Linked DNA regions of Mus musculus: region 2 is linked to region 1. A link is a contact called in public Micro-C data. All regions are on one chromosome and are shown on one strand. The core of a region is the stretch at or near the end of the contact, and the rest is flanking DNA. Distances in the headings are between cores, read along the strand shown.

Region 1 (7,158 bases), core at 2,269-4,768:
GACAGAATTCAGACTCCACTTCTATTAAAAAAAAAAGGGGGGCCTTTTAGAATTTTATGTTGTTTCCTCAAGGCATCTTAAAACTGCAGGGGCAGTAATTGCTCAATAAACAGCAACAATGGCAGCTGCTGCAGCCGAGTCCCTAGCTGCAGATATGTGCCCAGGCCCAGGGAGGAGCTGCCCACAGCGAGTATAACAGGCAGGTTTTCAGCTCTAGCTAGGGCAAGCTCTGACCAAGTCCTGCTTCCACAGCCAGCAAGCCCAGGACCAGTGCCAGCTCTCCCATCTCCTAGGTCCCTTGCTCTCCTGTTCACTGTCTTGAAACACTTTCAATTTGAGTCTGATACCACTTATTCACAAAGTAACCATTTTTGTTCCAGGGACAAGGGAGGGCTGAGGTCTGGTTGTGAACAGCTGTGGTGATTGGTATGATTTAATGCTCCCAACAGCTGGTTTTGGGTGGATATGCCAATGCATATGGCAAAGGCTAAAATCCAATCTCTACAGGAAGCTGGACAGACATACAGCTAGTCACTGAAGGACCTGGGAGGAAGGGACTGTGAAAAAGAGAGGTCTCAGAACCCACCAATAGAAAAACATTTCCTTAGCCTCTCATCCTATCCTGGCCATGGGGGAGGACTTGCCCATGATTATGGGAAGGGACACGATTCAGAAACCCCTAAGGTTACCTTTGAATCTAAGTACCTGAGATGACATCCGTCATCCCCCTACCTTTGATATCTTTTTTTCATAATACTTATTTATTGTTGAATATGTTACACAATCTTCTGAGTTGTACAACACAGAAGAGTGACAGTGGGGTGGAAAAACTGGCCCAGCTCAGTGAGATATGAGCTATTGTGCAACTCATATGACCAGACACAAAGGCATGGAAATCTTCTTGGGTTATATAATCAATAACAAAAAAATAAGATTTGAAGGGAAAGTAAGAAAAGTGACTTCAAGCTTGTCCTCCAACCCCTCGTTTGCACAGTAAGCTGGAAGGTATTCTGCGGTCATCTTTCCTTTAAAATCACACCAAACTTCAAATTGACGCACTATACTTGCGTATGATGCTGGAGATGACCCCTGGGGCCTTGAGCCTGTTAAGTAATCCCTCTGCCCTGAGCTAAATCCCAAGATCCTTGCTTCCTTTTCAAGGTCTCATGACTGACAGCGTCAAGACTTTAAACCTCTCTTCGAAGCACCATTTTTTCATTCTGCTCCACGACTTTGATGACAACTGACAGGGAAGCCACCACTAAACAAAAATGATGTATCTCACCCTTTCTCCCATGTTGAGGGAGGGCTGGAAATGACTGTGACCTGGACTACAAGTCACCGACTTTGCTGTCCTGAGAATTTTCTGAGGCAAGGCACTAGGATATAAGAAGTGGTAAGGGGTGGGGGCTTGGGGGTAGGGTAGAGGTCCTGAATTCTGGCTCTGGATATAAGCTGGGCATCATTCAATCCTTCGGAGCGCTAAGCACTGACAGGTGAAAGATTTGACAAGTAGCCTGACAGACAGTGGCTTAGACAGAAGCCCACACACTACTTCTTGGTGATATATTTAAACTTAGTCCCTGCTCAGTAAAGATGTATCTGTTCTGTAAGCATCCTGTCCTGCCTCATGACGGATTTTTATTTTACATCCGATGCTACAGCCAGCCAGCCCCTATGTATAGCACGTGAATATTCAGGTCCAGTCCTGGTCTTGAGGAACACTTGGGTGACCCTGAGCACCGGAGCTTCTGATAGCTACTAGAACTGAACAGAGAGACACAAAGATGTGGCAGCATCTTGGAAGCCACCCTCAGGAAGAAGACCCTGGCTCATCACCTAGACCTCTGCCCAGTGTGCATTCCCTTTGCACCTGGATCCCGGGGCGGTGTTATGGCATCCACGCCCTAACCACCGCCAGGAAAACACAGTATCTCCCTTGAAGTCAGTGATGGTTAGCTTACTGATGGCCAAGCTCAGTGATGGGACTTGGACTGCGTGGCCCCGAGTCCTTCTGGAGGCTGAAGATACAAAGTTAAAAGCAGGAAGAGCCCAAACCACAATCTTAGATGTAAGCGGGTTGGGCAACATGCGGTCCGGGCGATCCCAGAGTGATCAGAAAAGGGGAAATGTTACAAGGCAAAGGCGGGTGCAAAAGAACTCGAGCACGGAAAGGCATAGTTGGGGTGCCGAGCTTCTTTTTCCACTTCTGCAAAATGAGGGTTTTGGACGAGATGGTCTCCTAACTCTAAAATTCCCTTGACCTGTTCGATATACCAGGCCGATGTCAGAAGCTCATAAAAGGAAAAGGAAGAAAAGCGGGAAAGAGCAAAGAGGGGATCGGCAGACGCAGGACACTGGGGACAGGCTTGGCGGGTTTTCTGAGTTTCTCTCCCTCCTCCCACACCTGCGTGTTCAGAGATCGGCCAACGCCCCGCATCCTTGGGCTTCAGACAACGAAGCTCTTTCCTCCTCACACGTTTCTTTCTGGAAACCGTGGAGCAGAAGCTGCTAAGCAGTCATGCAAAGGGTCGCAGAGGGAACGGTGTCGCTAGGGTCCAGAGGGCAGGTGAGCAGACCCGGTTGACGTGGCACCAAGCTGGGGATGGCGGGGAGCCCTCGAGTCCTAGCCAGCCAGCTCTGGACCAGCCAAATTTCATCCCCCAACTTCGATCTCGGATAAATGGTGTTTGCAAAAAGAAAAAAAAAAAAAAAGAAAGAAAGAAAGAAAGAAAAGGAAAAAAGAAAAAGGAAAAGTTTTTGAGGACTTTTCCCCAAGTCTGGCTGTAGGCGGGGTCGGAGGGTGGTGCCTACAGTCTGATTCGCCGCGGCGGCAGTGCAGAGGCGCGGATTGGCGCGCGGGGCCCCGGGCCGGGAGAGCGGGCGTGGGGGAGGGGAGGCTCCGCGCCCGCGGGAGCGGCTCGCGCCGGGAGCGGGTTAATTTCAAATCGGGGGCTGGACTGCTCCTGGACGGCCACGCTCCCGCGGCCCGCCCGCCGGCCCCCCCCAGCCCCGGCCCCGGTGGCGCCCCCGGCACCCACCTCTGCGCGGCGGGGCTAAGCGAGTCTCCCTGAGACGCGCTGGCTCCCTGAGACGCGCAGCCAGGATTCGGGGCCACCCCGGACCGTCAGCTCTGAAGGAGGATTGACAGGTGAGCGGGGAGCAGACTGCTGCGGCGGGGTTGTGGGATCCCGGGAAGGCCAGGGTGAAGGCGGCCGTTTCCCGCCTCCCGCCCCGCCGGGGCCCGTGGGGAGGAGCCGAGCTCCCGCGCAGAGGGCGGGGGAGGGGCTCGCCCGCGCTCCAGCCCCGCGCACTCGGGGGCGGTGCCAGCTACGGTCCCGCTTTCCGCGCCAAATTTTTAAATCGAAGGCGGAAGGTCCGGCCCCGCCTTGGGGACCTCTAGCCAATCGCAGGCCTTCACCGGGCTTACTGATTGGCTCGGAGCCGTCGCCCTGGAAACCGTGAGATGCTGTCTGGCTGCCCCCGGGGGCGGTGCAGTTGGCGGGGAGGAGGAGCCAGTGCTTGCGCCGGGCGGGACGCGGGCTACTGCTGGGGACTGTACCTGGGACCGGGAGCGCAGCGTACGGTGCGCTTTGGCATCGCGGTGATTTCGGCACCTAGGGAATCCTTCCCTCGCCCCAGTACTTCGTGTATTGAAAGAAGCCTGAAAAAGGGGGTCAAGATCCCAAAGCCCTTTGTAAATGCCCGGTCGTGCGCTTAGAGCGCAGAGGCTGAATTGGAGGGTTGTTCTCAGGCCACTTCACAAGTCCTTCCTTCTGAGCCTGTGCACGTGTGTGTCAGGCGAGAAACTTCAGCATCTCCCCCGATGCAGGCTCGGTGCGTGCTCCATCGGAACCCGGGCTCGTGCGCTCCGTCCGCAGCCCGGATCAGTGCACAGGTGGGTGCTTGCTACAGCCATCTCGAACCTGAGAGAGGACTGTCACTGTAGATTCTGTGTTTGCTTGAAGTCTCGTGACAGAAGGGTTTGATGGAGGAATTTACTGCTGTCTGTTGGCGCGGTCTGCCTAGAGGCAATGTCTGTCCTCAAGGCAAAAATAAACCTGGTTTGTCATTTTTTGTTTGTTTCCGGGGGCTCTTGTGTACGTGAATCATTTTCATCAGCTCTTAATTCTTGCTTTACTTTTTTTCCTTTTAAGGATAGTAAAAAACTTTAATCGATTGGACTACTTAAACCACTGGAACTTGGGGAGGAACTTCAGATTTTTCGTTTTTAAAGACACACTAAATGTATGAGGAATTGACAAAATGGAGAACCAAAAGGTATTTTTAAAGTCCAGTCTATACTGTTGCAATGTCAAATGAAGTATCATCCTGAGTTTTTCGTTAATAAGTTTTCTTAAATTTTTCGTTTGATAGTCACGAATGCTGTATCCTTTTGGTTAACTTTTACAGAAATCCAGAAGGAAATTTTAATTTTTGAAGAGGAATAGGGTTGTCCAGGGTTAAAGTAACCTTTTTGTTTCAAAAGTTTAATATAAATTTAATATATATGGAAAAAGCTTTGGGGTTTTTTCTGTGCTTAAAAAATTATGTATATGTTATTTACATGAACCATTGGAATTCACAAAGGTCATAATTTGATACTGGATTTCTTTGTAAGATAACATTTTAAAATGTCAGCCCTTTAACCTACTGGGCCTCCAAATGCTGTTCCTGACAGATCTCCTGGAAGCATTTAGATGTTAGCTCAATGCTGTCCTTGGCAGTGTTCACTGAAACCCCACCCTTGGATCAGCACCTCCTGAGGGCACCATACTGAACTGAAAATTCAGGTGCCAGCCCCATGTGACCTCCCTCTGCCTCGCATCATCGTCTGCTAAGTAGCAGATTCAGCAGAAATACACACTGAGCCCTTAGTTTCATGGTTGTAATAGAGGATTGTTAACCCGGGCTCCCAAAGTTACTGAGGAAACAGTGTATCTCTGTTCTCTGAGTTGTTGCCTTCCAAATCCCTTTCTTTAAGAATGGTGTACTGCCTGGTGTCTAAAAGTGAAGGGGGCCCAGTCTCTACTATCTATATGAATTGCTCTTAACTTACCAGTGTAGGTAAGTGCTAACTTACCATAGCAGAAACTAGCTCTGAGGCCTTAAATGGCTAACCTTACTTCCCTTGGTCCCATTTTCTGCATCTGTGCCTCAAGCGTTGATGTTGAAAGCAAATTTTTCTGGTCAGAAGTCCTGCTGGTAGGCGGGAGGCCCTAACCGTAAGGGCACCCTCACCTTGGCTGCTTGAGCCTGTTCCTGGTATATCAATGAGCAACCACTGCTCACAGCCACTCCACTGGGTGGGGCCTGGTGTGGGTCCTGAAAGCCTTTACCTGATGTCTCATTAGTAGGAATTTAGGAATTTAGAAGTGATCAGTTACTTAGAGTGATTGGTTCTAGTAAGGAAAGGGAAGGGACTGAGCTCTAAGCTATCTTTACAGCCCTCCTTTCTCAAAATAGAATTTAAAAATAAAACCTGTAGTTAATGTTATTTATTTATTAATGTAAATTCTTAGATCACATGGTGAAGACATTTAGATCCATAGTATCTACCAAGTTAAAAGTGGGAAGTTTAACTATTAAATTTACCGTAGTAGCAGGGGACATGCCTGTAATCACAACAGAGGCAGAGGCAGGAGGATTGTTAATTTAGGGTCAGCTTGTTACTACATAGTAAGTTCCAGACTGGTTGGAATGTATAGTGAGACCTTGTCTCAAGCAAAAAAGGAAAATACTGTCCAGAGATCACTGTGATATTCTTAACCTACTTGGTCAATATGAAAGGCAGAAAGCCTTTCTGCTAGGTTCTGTTTTACAATGAACTCAGTTATTAATTCCTCTTAAACCAGGAAAACCTCTTTTCTGAGCCACATAAAAGGGGACTGATGAAAAGCCCCCTGCATCCGTCCTCGAAGGCCAACATGGTGTTGGCTGAGATCCAGCCTGACTTGGGCCCTCTAACCACACCAACCAAGCCCAAGGAAGTCTCCCAAGGAGAGCCATGGACACCCACAGCCAACCTGAAAATGCTCATCAGCGCCGTGAGCCCCGAGATCCGAAGTCGAGATCAGAAAAGGGGCCTGTCTGACAACCGAAGTGCATTACCTGAAGCTAGAGACTGTTTGCACGTAGGTTTACAGGGAGGCTGGGTGGCGTTTGGGGGCTTGTGGATGAAGGGACGGTCAGTGTGGAGCCCGGAGCTGTTGGAAGGCTGTTGACCTGCTGAACATGGGAAGAGTTTGTAGCTTTGGAGCACAACACCGGGAATTGTACTCTATGAGTGATCTTTATCCCAGGCCTTAAGACCATTCCTATTCCCCTCCCACTTTGTTGCAGCTGTTCAAACCGCGTGCATGTGTGGGTAAGAGGAGTTAGTCATCTAGCACAGAGGCCCCCCAATAAATCTGTCATGCTCTATTCCAGAATGAGACATTATTTACCTTTCCCTCTGCAGGAACACTTATCAGGAGACGAATTTGAGAAATCCCAGCCGAGTCGGAAGGAGAAGAGCTTGGGGTTGCTATGCCACAAATTCCTAGCGCGGTACCCCAAGTACCCCAACCCTGCTGTGAATAACGACATCTGCCTGGACGAGGTGGCCGAGGAGCTCAGTACGTATGCCAGTTGCCAGGATGGTTAATGATTAGAGTGAGTCTGTGGACTTAACTCTTTTCAATCTGAGCTCATATAGTCACACTATCACAGATTCAGATAAGACCGTGTGGGAATTCAAAGCCTCACAAGTCCTGTTAATTTGAGCATAACTCGGTCTTGGAAGCAAACAAATGTCGGTGGAGAGTTTCTGGGTTCGGGTTGTCCCTGAAGCTGCACAGGAAGGAAATGGTGTTTTATGACTTGTTTCACAAACAGCTGCAGCTCTGGCATTCACCTTGACCCTGTCTGTCCCTGAGGAACTAGTGTATCCACAGGTGCATGAAGGGAAGATCTGCCTCTCTGCCATTTGAGACTGAGGATGGGTTAGGAGGCGGTTATTCTGTCTTTGGTATAAATTATGGGTGTCCTCTCTTTATCACTTGGTAAAGACCTGGTTCTAGAGCAGGAAAGGAGGCTAGCAGATAAAAAGCTTTGCGGTCGTTAAAATACGTTTTTGTGTGCATGTATAAGTATGGGTGTCTATGTGTGTTCCTGTGT
Region 2 (7,158 bases), core at 2,618-5,117, 110 kb before region 1:
AAGTCCATTGGCTGGAATGTATCACTGCCACTGGACTGGATACACAGGAGATAGGGAAGAATCGGGTGCTGGGAGCCCAAGGAACAGCCTGGGTGGCCAATGTAGCACTGTCTATGACAGGGTGGAAGATAAAAGGGCTTTCTAAGCCTTGGGTAACTGGATAGACCCACGAACCATCTCTGAGCTTAATGCAAAGGCCCAACCCAGGTACCTCAGGGCCAGCCTCCTGTACTCGGCACCAGCATTAATGCCACAAGCTGTACATCTTTGCCAACAAGAGTAAAAGCCACTAACTGCGGCTGAGTTTTCACCATTCATGGGGTGGCATGGTGAATAGTTAGGCGCTCAAATACAAGTGCCAAACTACCTTAATGCACTGCCGTCACTGCTTGCCAGTTATGTGACTGTGGGCAAGCGATTGAACGTATCTGCTTTAATTCCCTCTTCTGTAAAATAAAGCTGACTGTGGCAGCCGTGTCACAGCTGGCTTTCTACCTGGTCTGCTTCGACTGCTGTTCGTGGAATGCTGGGCCAGGGCATTGTGCTCACTGCTTTGAAGCCATTTGGCTTCCTGAGGCCAGTTTCTGCCCCCATGAAAAGCGAGAGATCATTCTCTCCAAAAGGCTGTTGTTAAGGAAAGCCAAGCATCTGGCTGGAGGGGGGCTGCTTGGAGCAGCTGAGCTGCTAGCTTCCCCCAGCGTTCAATTCATCAAGGTCGGCCTCACCCTGGGCTACCGCCACCGAAGGTCACTGTGACAATCCCAGCCTCTCATTCGGTGTGGACCAAGAGAGAAGGAGTTCTATGAGCTGCGGGGTCTCCCATGCACACCCACCCCCTACCCATTGTGCGCGGGACATGGCGTTGCATGCACATTACTCACTCCCGAGGTCACCATGCCCTTCCCCCTCAGGCTCCATTCAAAACAGATCAAAAGGCACTGCCTTTCCCAGCTGCCTTTCAGGATAGTCCGTCCACAGAGGCCGCATAAGGTGGCCCTGGGAAGATGGCCCGGGTATTTCTCTTTCCAGCTGTGCCCCTCCTAGGGCTCAGGCAGCTCTGACCCACATGCATTGCCCACAGGGACCTTGTATCTTTAGGTCTTACCTATTGCTGTCCCATCCTGTTCTGCCCTGAGCAACCCAGGAAGGGCATCTCTGAAAAGTGCCTCCTGAGTTCTGGGTCCTGGTCACCTTTTTGCATCCTCTGCCTTCCTTTCCCCAGTTCCAGCCCTTATTTAAATGACTGAGTTCCAAGTGTCTCTTGGCACCAAAGCCAACAGGATACATTACCTTCATGTTATACTTGGTTCTTTCCCCACTCCCAGAATGGTTCGTGTGGCCCACACCTCTCCTGACCCCACATCCCCAGACTCCAGTGTCTACCAAGCCTTGGCCTGCTAATTCCTCTCCCTTTGTGTTTTTCTCACTTCCAACCCCACCATCCCTGAACAGGGCATTTCAGAGCACGGAGAAGTGACTCTCCCTGCCTTGTCTCAGGAAAGACCTCTGGTCTCCCAATCTCAAGAACTACACTCCATTCTGGCCTTTCAACCATAGGCACACACGAGTTTTCAGAGCCACCAGCACCCCTCCTGTAGTTTCTCATCTACACTTCCATCTGCTCACTAACTGAAATATTTATATAATTAAATCTGTAAATGTTGACTGCATGGCATTATCTACCCACTGTTCTGGGAAAGCAAAGTGTGAAAAAACATGCGCCTGCCTTCACAACGCATCCCGTCCAGTGGGAGAAAGAAACAAGACAGACTCAGAAACAGGTTGGGAGGGGGCAGGGAGTGTATAGTAATCACTGACCCACGAGGGGACCGGTAAGTACAATGGTTAAGCACAAAGGAGAGATGCTGCCCTACTAGGAAGTGAGCAATGACTTCCTGGGAGGGGTGAGGCTATGATAAACCTTAAGGAATGCAGGGATTCATCCATAACAACCAGGAATCAGGGTGGGCTTCTAGACCACAGAGAACAGAGGGGTGAGTGATAGCAGGGACTTTCTGCCACCACCATGAGTCTAGAGGTATTGTTCAAGGTGGGAAGCAGGAGATGGGCTGCAGAGGGTTGGGTCATGTCCCTGACCTGAGCTGAACAGCTGAGGCCAGTATACACACACCTCCCCAGTCTCAGCAGTGAGAGTCCCATGTCTACACAGCCCTCTCTAATCTCAGCAATGAGAGTCCCATGTCTACACAGACCTCCCCAGTCTCAGCAGTGAGAGTCCCATGTCTACACAGCCCTCCCCATTCTCAGCAATGAAAGTCCCATGTCTACACAGCCCTCCCCAGTCTCAGCAGTGAGAGTCCCATGTCTACACAGCCCTCCCCATTCTCAGCAATGAAAGTCCCATGTCTACACAGCCCTCCCCAGTCTCAGCAGTGAGAGTCCCATGTCTACACAGCCCTCCCTAATCTCAGCAATGAGAGTCCCATGTCTACACAGACCTCCCCAGTCTCAGCAATGAGAATTCCATCTCTACACAGATTTCCCCAATCTCAGCAATGAGAGTCCTGTGTCTACACAGACCTCTCCAGTCTCAGCAGTGAGAGTCCCATGTCTATACAGACCTCCCCAGTCTCAGCAGTGAGAGTCTTGCGTCCCCAGAATCCTCTTGGTCCTGGGCAAGGAGGGAAGAATGACCACCCTATAGGACTTCGTCATGCTAAGGACACCTAACATTGCACAAAGATGGGGAGAGTCGGTAGAAGACTGAGTTTGTATGTATAATGTATGCAGAGTACTAAGCCCCTGCTTCCACCACCCTGAGTCCATGTTCTCCCGTGAGCACACTGTCACAGGACTCATAATGCCTCAGAGTGCCCTGGACACCAGGGCTTTGCCAGGTAATTGAATGTCTTGCTGCACCCTGCTCTCCTGCTTTGGGCTCCCCAAAAAATGGGAGATTTGCCTTTCTGCATAGTCCTCCTCTCATGGTAGGCTACTCAGAAGCACACACTCTCTGGCAGCCATGAGATTACAGGACAGGGAGAATCCGGAGCTAGCTCTGGCATGCTGTGAAGTTCCCGGACCAGTGACTTCTCCTAGCCAGTGCCTTCCAGATCTTCAGGACACAAACAGGCACATCCACAAGGATCAGCTGTAGCCTATGGAAATCCAATACAGAGAGAAACCCACCTCACGAGCTTGACAGATATCCACCTCGCCATGCTGTGTTCAAATCTCAGATGTTGCCAGAAAGAAGAGAAGGTGCCTGTTGTTATTCATTTGCATAAAAGATTTCATTCACGTGGCTAACTGCAAACAGCACAGAGACTGTAGGGAGTGGAAATGTTTAGAAAAATGGATACTTTTTTTCTTTCTAAAGGATCCTAGAAAGTAATACACAATGTTAATTATATAACTTTATTAAGTATAGACATGAAAGCTACTGGCAATCTTTCTTCAGTCTACTTTGGGGATAGCTTATTAGTGACCTGGCAGGGGATGGGAGGAGGGGGTATTAGATAGATGCTCAGTGCTGGTGGACAAGGAAATAATGTGGAAGCACAGTCAACAGCTATGCGGGTGTAGTATGGCTGGGCTCTGTACACAGCCATAGAAGGCATAAGCGGGATGTGGGCTCCTCACCTGCCATCCCAAAGCCATCCCAATGAGAACTTGATCATTAGTCCTACAATTGCAAAAAGTGGAGGCTCTGGGTTTCATTAAAATGATTCTGCCAGCACGCCTATCAGTGATCCAGGGCGTGCACAGGGCTCAGCCTCCTTGAGTCTGCTAGGGAACTGATAAGGTGCCTCACATGGGGCTTTGGTGAGCAGCAGAATGAGAGAATGCATTGGGATGGTTCCATTTAGCTTGGGACACATTGCCAAGGAACAGACTCAGAGCTGAGGAAACAAAGAGCCCTAAAGAGTTTCAGGAATGCAGTGAGGAAGGACTAGTAATGAGAACGGGGTAGGCACCTCACTCCCCAAAGCCTCTGTTTTCTGTTGGTCAGAAAGAGTTCACTGCAACGTGGATAGCAAAAGATAAGTGGCACAAGGAGGAGGGGCTGTGCTGCTGAGCCACCGGGGAAGATGTGTTTGCGGTCCCAGCAAAGATGTGATCACTTCCAGGCCCGCATCTCGTGGAGCTTGTCTCATACATGCTCAGTGAAGCCTGATTCCTCTCTCCAGAGAGGAGCTGTTTGCTCAAGCCCCAGACAGCTCCACCTTGTCAAATGCTGCCTGCTCTGATCTTCCACCTGCCAGGGTCTCCCAGCCTTGCCTCTCCCCTTAATCCATTCAAAAGGCTGAGACCCAAATAAACTGTCAAGCACTCCCCATCACTCTTGTGGAGTGGGGCCAGTCCACCCCAGCTCCCGTTTCTCTACATCAGCACCCAGGCCCCTTCTGCTTGTCAGAAAAAAAAAAAAAAAAAAAAGCAAGAAGATGAAGAAGGAGGAAGATGAGGAAAGAAAGATGAAGATGAAGAGAGGAAAAAGAAATGAAATAAAATTCTGGGAACAGGGGCCTGTCCTGTCCTTTTAGCATACTCTTTTACCTTTCCAAGCAAAATCTGGTTAACAGACAAGAAAGCAATTGACTCTGAGTATTCTAGATCCAGTCAAGTCCACGAACCTTCATCCATTTGCCTGCATTATGCCACGCTTGGTGCTATGTGCTACAATGCCTCTCCCCAGGAACCCATGGCTCAGAGATGAATCAGTTTTGCAAATAACCAAGCCCCGTAGCAGGGGCAACAATGTTACAGACCAAGGCTCTGAGGGAGCGGAGCAGGACTCTGTATCAGTCTGAGAGACAAAAGAACAGAAATGGAGACAGGGTGGAGGTGAGTAGTGGATATCCTAGGCAAAGACCAAGAGAAAGAGAAACTGGTGCCAAGGCACCAGGCTGTGGTGAGACCTGACCATTCCAGCCACCCTCACGGGGAGCGTGCTCCCTCTTCCAGCTGGCCCCATGAATGCTGACACACCAGCACTTGTCACAAGTCATCCAAAGTATCCACTTATTTACTTTCTTCCTTGCCAAACTAGAAGCTCTAGACAGTGTCTGGAATATAGTAAATTCTCAACAGAGAGTTTTAAGTGGATGATGGGGTGGGTAAGTAGATGGGTGGATGGGTAGATAAACGGCCAGTAAAATTAATGAACAGACCTGTCTCCTTAAGAAACAATACCATAGTGTAGGACTGGTTTGATGTGGGGGAACTTGGGTGCAAGTGCCAGTGCTCTGGTCCTAGTCTCATAAGGGCTGGGTAACATGCTCCCTTTGAGCTTTGTTGTTGTCTGTTGCAGGTGTCTAGGGTATCTGTCTCAGAGTTCTCAGGACGTTGAATGTGATGGTCAATGTGACTGTACTTTGTATGTTGCCAAATATGGAGAGGTATGTCATGTGTATTTTTTAGCCATGGTGCTATATAAGCAAGCACAGAAACCCCGATGGCAACCCCGCTTTAACAGGAAGGAAGCGTGATGTTTAGAAAGGCTCTAAATATGATCCCACAGAGTGGTGAGGCTCTTGCATTGGTTAACATTGCACTGTGATCTCTGCTTGTCGTAACTTTGTAGAGAGCAACTTGACAAAAAACTTCTCATCTTCTGGCTGCTTCTTGCCACTTCAGTGGAGCCTTGTGCTTTCCTCCGGATCGAGCATCTGCTACCGATTCGTGTTTGGTGTTTGCCAATTAGACTGCACTGCTGCTACTGATTCGTGTTTGATGTTTTGGACTGCACTGCTGCTATCCTGACAACGAAGATTGGGATCTTCGCATAGAACTACTTCTAAACAGGTCAACAACCCCGGTTTCCTAGCAACCTTTCTTTTCCCCTACCTCTGGTAGGTGGGCTAGAAGGGACTCTGGAGTGTTAAGAAACTCGAATTAAAGTAGGTATTGAACAGTCTAAGCCTACATACAGAGGGGATGGGTAGATTTGGTCAGAGCTCTAGCACACACACACACACACACACACACAGACACACACACACACACACACACACATGAAATTCTCAAACAAAAGGCATTTCACATTCTCAAAGAGAAAAAGAAAAGAAAATTTCTGAGGAGGAAACAGCTAACTAACAAATTTATACTAAATACGATGTTTTTCTTTAAAGTGTCTCATTATCTAAGAGTAATGGCAAGTGCCTATAATCCCATACTCAGGAGGCTAAGGCAGGAGGATCACAAATTCAAAGCTAGCCTGGGCTACACAGCCATGTTCTAATAGTCTCTCTAACCTTGCCGTTCCCCCTGTGACATGGCTCAGTTTAAACCAGCATGCACCGGGGCTGCGCCAACCCATCTGGAAGTGAGAAAATGAAATCTGCCTTGAAGAAAAAAGGCTCTTGTGATATTGTAGTCATTTGTCTGAGCTGCAGCCTACATCTATAGATAGTCTATCATTTTGCCTAGTCGCTTTCAAAATCCCTTTCTACTGCCCTACCAAGATATTTATAGTGATATTTGTGTTTTTAATAAAAGGATCTTGTGAAGAGAAGTAATAAAATGATGGTATACACACACACACACCTGCACCGGAAGATAGAAAATGAAAAAGTTATCAGAGTACCAAGCGATAACAGCATGGAGTTCTTTGGCTGAGACCTCTGGAGGTTGTTTAGTGTTTTATTAGAAATGTTACAAGATCTGGACACCTGTGAGGGTGAAGGCAAGAGGCTCTAGTGTACTTCTGTGCTTGTAGTCGGGCCCATCCAAGCCACAGCACCCAGAAGTTGATACAGAGACCTCAAATGGATCCCTGAGCAGGCAGGAGAGGCTGAGGGAGCAGCACATGTGGACTGACTGAGGCCAGAGCCATGTTCCTCAATATAGAAAGACTTGAAAACCAAGTTTAATGGCCATTTCTGGAAGGAAGGTTTTATAATAGGAGGGAAAATACCAACACGTTCTACCAACATTTTACCAGTTTTCATGCTATGACTTGCCTGTTTCCCAGTCTGTAACACCGGGAAGTAGAATCATTGTATGTATGTCCGTAACCCTACAATGTCATCTCAGGCAGGACAAGTGATGTGGCCCAAAACAAGAAAGAACAAGATAAAGGGCTAGACTACATGTAGGAGGCAGGGTCCTGCACAGGGGCTGGCTTAGGTGACACAGATGGCAGACATCTAAGGAGGAGGCATGGGTGAAGAATACGACTGTCATGAGAAGCCTTCC

Evidence for each region. Hi-C and Micro-C count contacts between places; a contact is called where the count stands out from the background.
Region 2: a Micro-C map of the G1E-ER4 cell line shows a contact between it and region 1, with 1.8 times the contacts expected there. The contact joins the enhancer-like site here to the promoter of E2f8 in region 1. A contact is called at or near these places in 5 of 484 Hi-C or Micro-C datasets (the G1E-ER4 cell line, cerebral cortex and cortical neurons), 2 of 115 datasets of contacts at active chromatin or transcription factors (embryonic stem cells and neural progenitor cells) and 1 of 9 other capture datasets (adipose tissue).

What each region holds. Positions count from the first base shown.
Region 1 is chr7:48,877,401-48,884,558 of GRCm38.p6, reverse strand. E2f8 (E2F transcription factor 8) reads left to right here and starts at 3,518. Exons shown (of 13, transcript NM_001013368.5): 1 at 3,518-3,898; 2 at 4,158-4,281; 3 at 5,856-6,134; 4 at 6,461-6,617. The coding sequence starts at 4,267. It overlaps Gm2788 (predicted gene 2788), which reads right to left and starts at 3,259. Exons shown (of 2, transcript NR_155436.1): 1 at 3,042-3,259. LOC115486422 (a long non-coding RNA gene) reads right to left here and starts at 6,518. Exons shown (of 3, transcript XR_882082.2): 1 at 6,447-6,518; 2 at 6,112-6,228; 3 at 3,935-4,038.
Region 2 is chr7:48,989,005-48,996,162 of GRCm38.p6, reverse strand. It overlaps a transcript of Nav2 not described here. Among named protein-coding and RNA genes, the nearest start is that of Gm32849, 49 kb to the left of the region's middle. Within about 2 kb of position 3,867, at least 31 of the 459 cell types and tissues checked have an H3K27ac peak or open chromatin away from gene starts, as enhancers often do. A contact at or near this core is called in the G1E-ER4 cell line and neural progenitor cells, where this site is marked.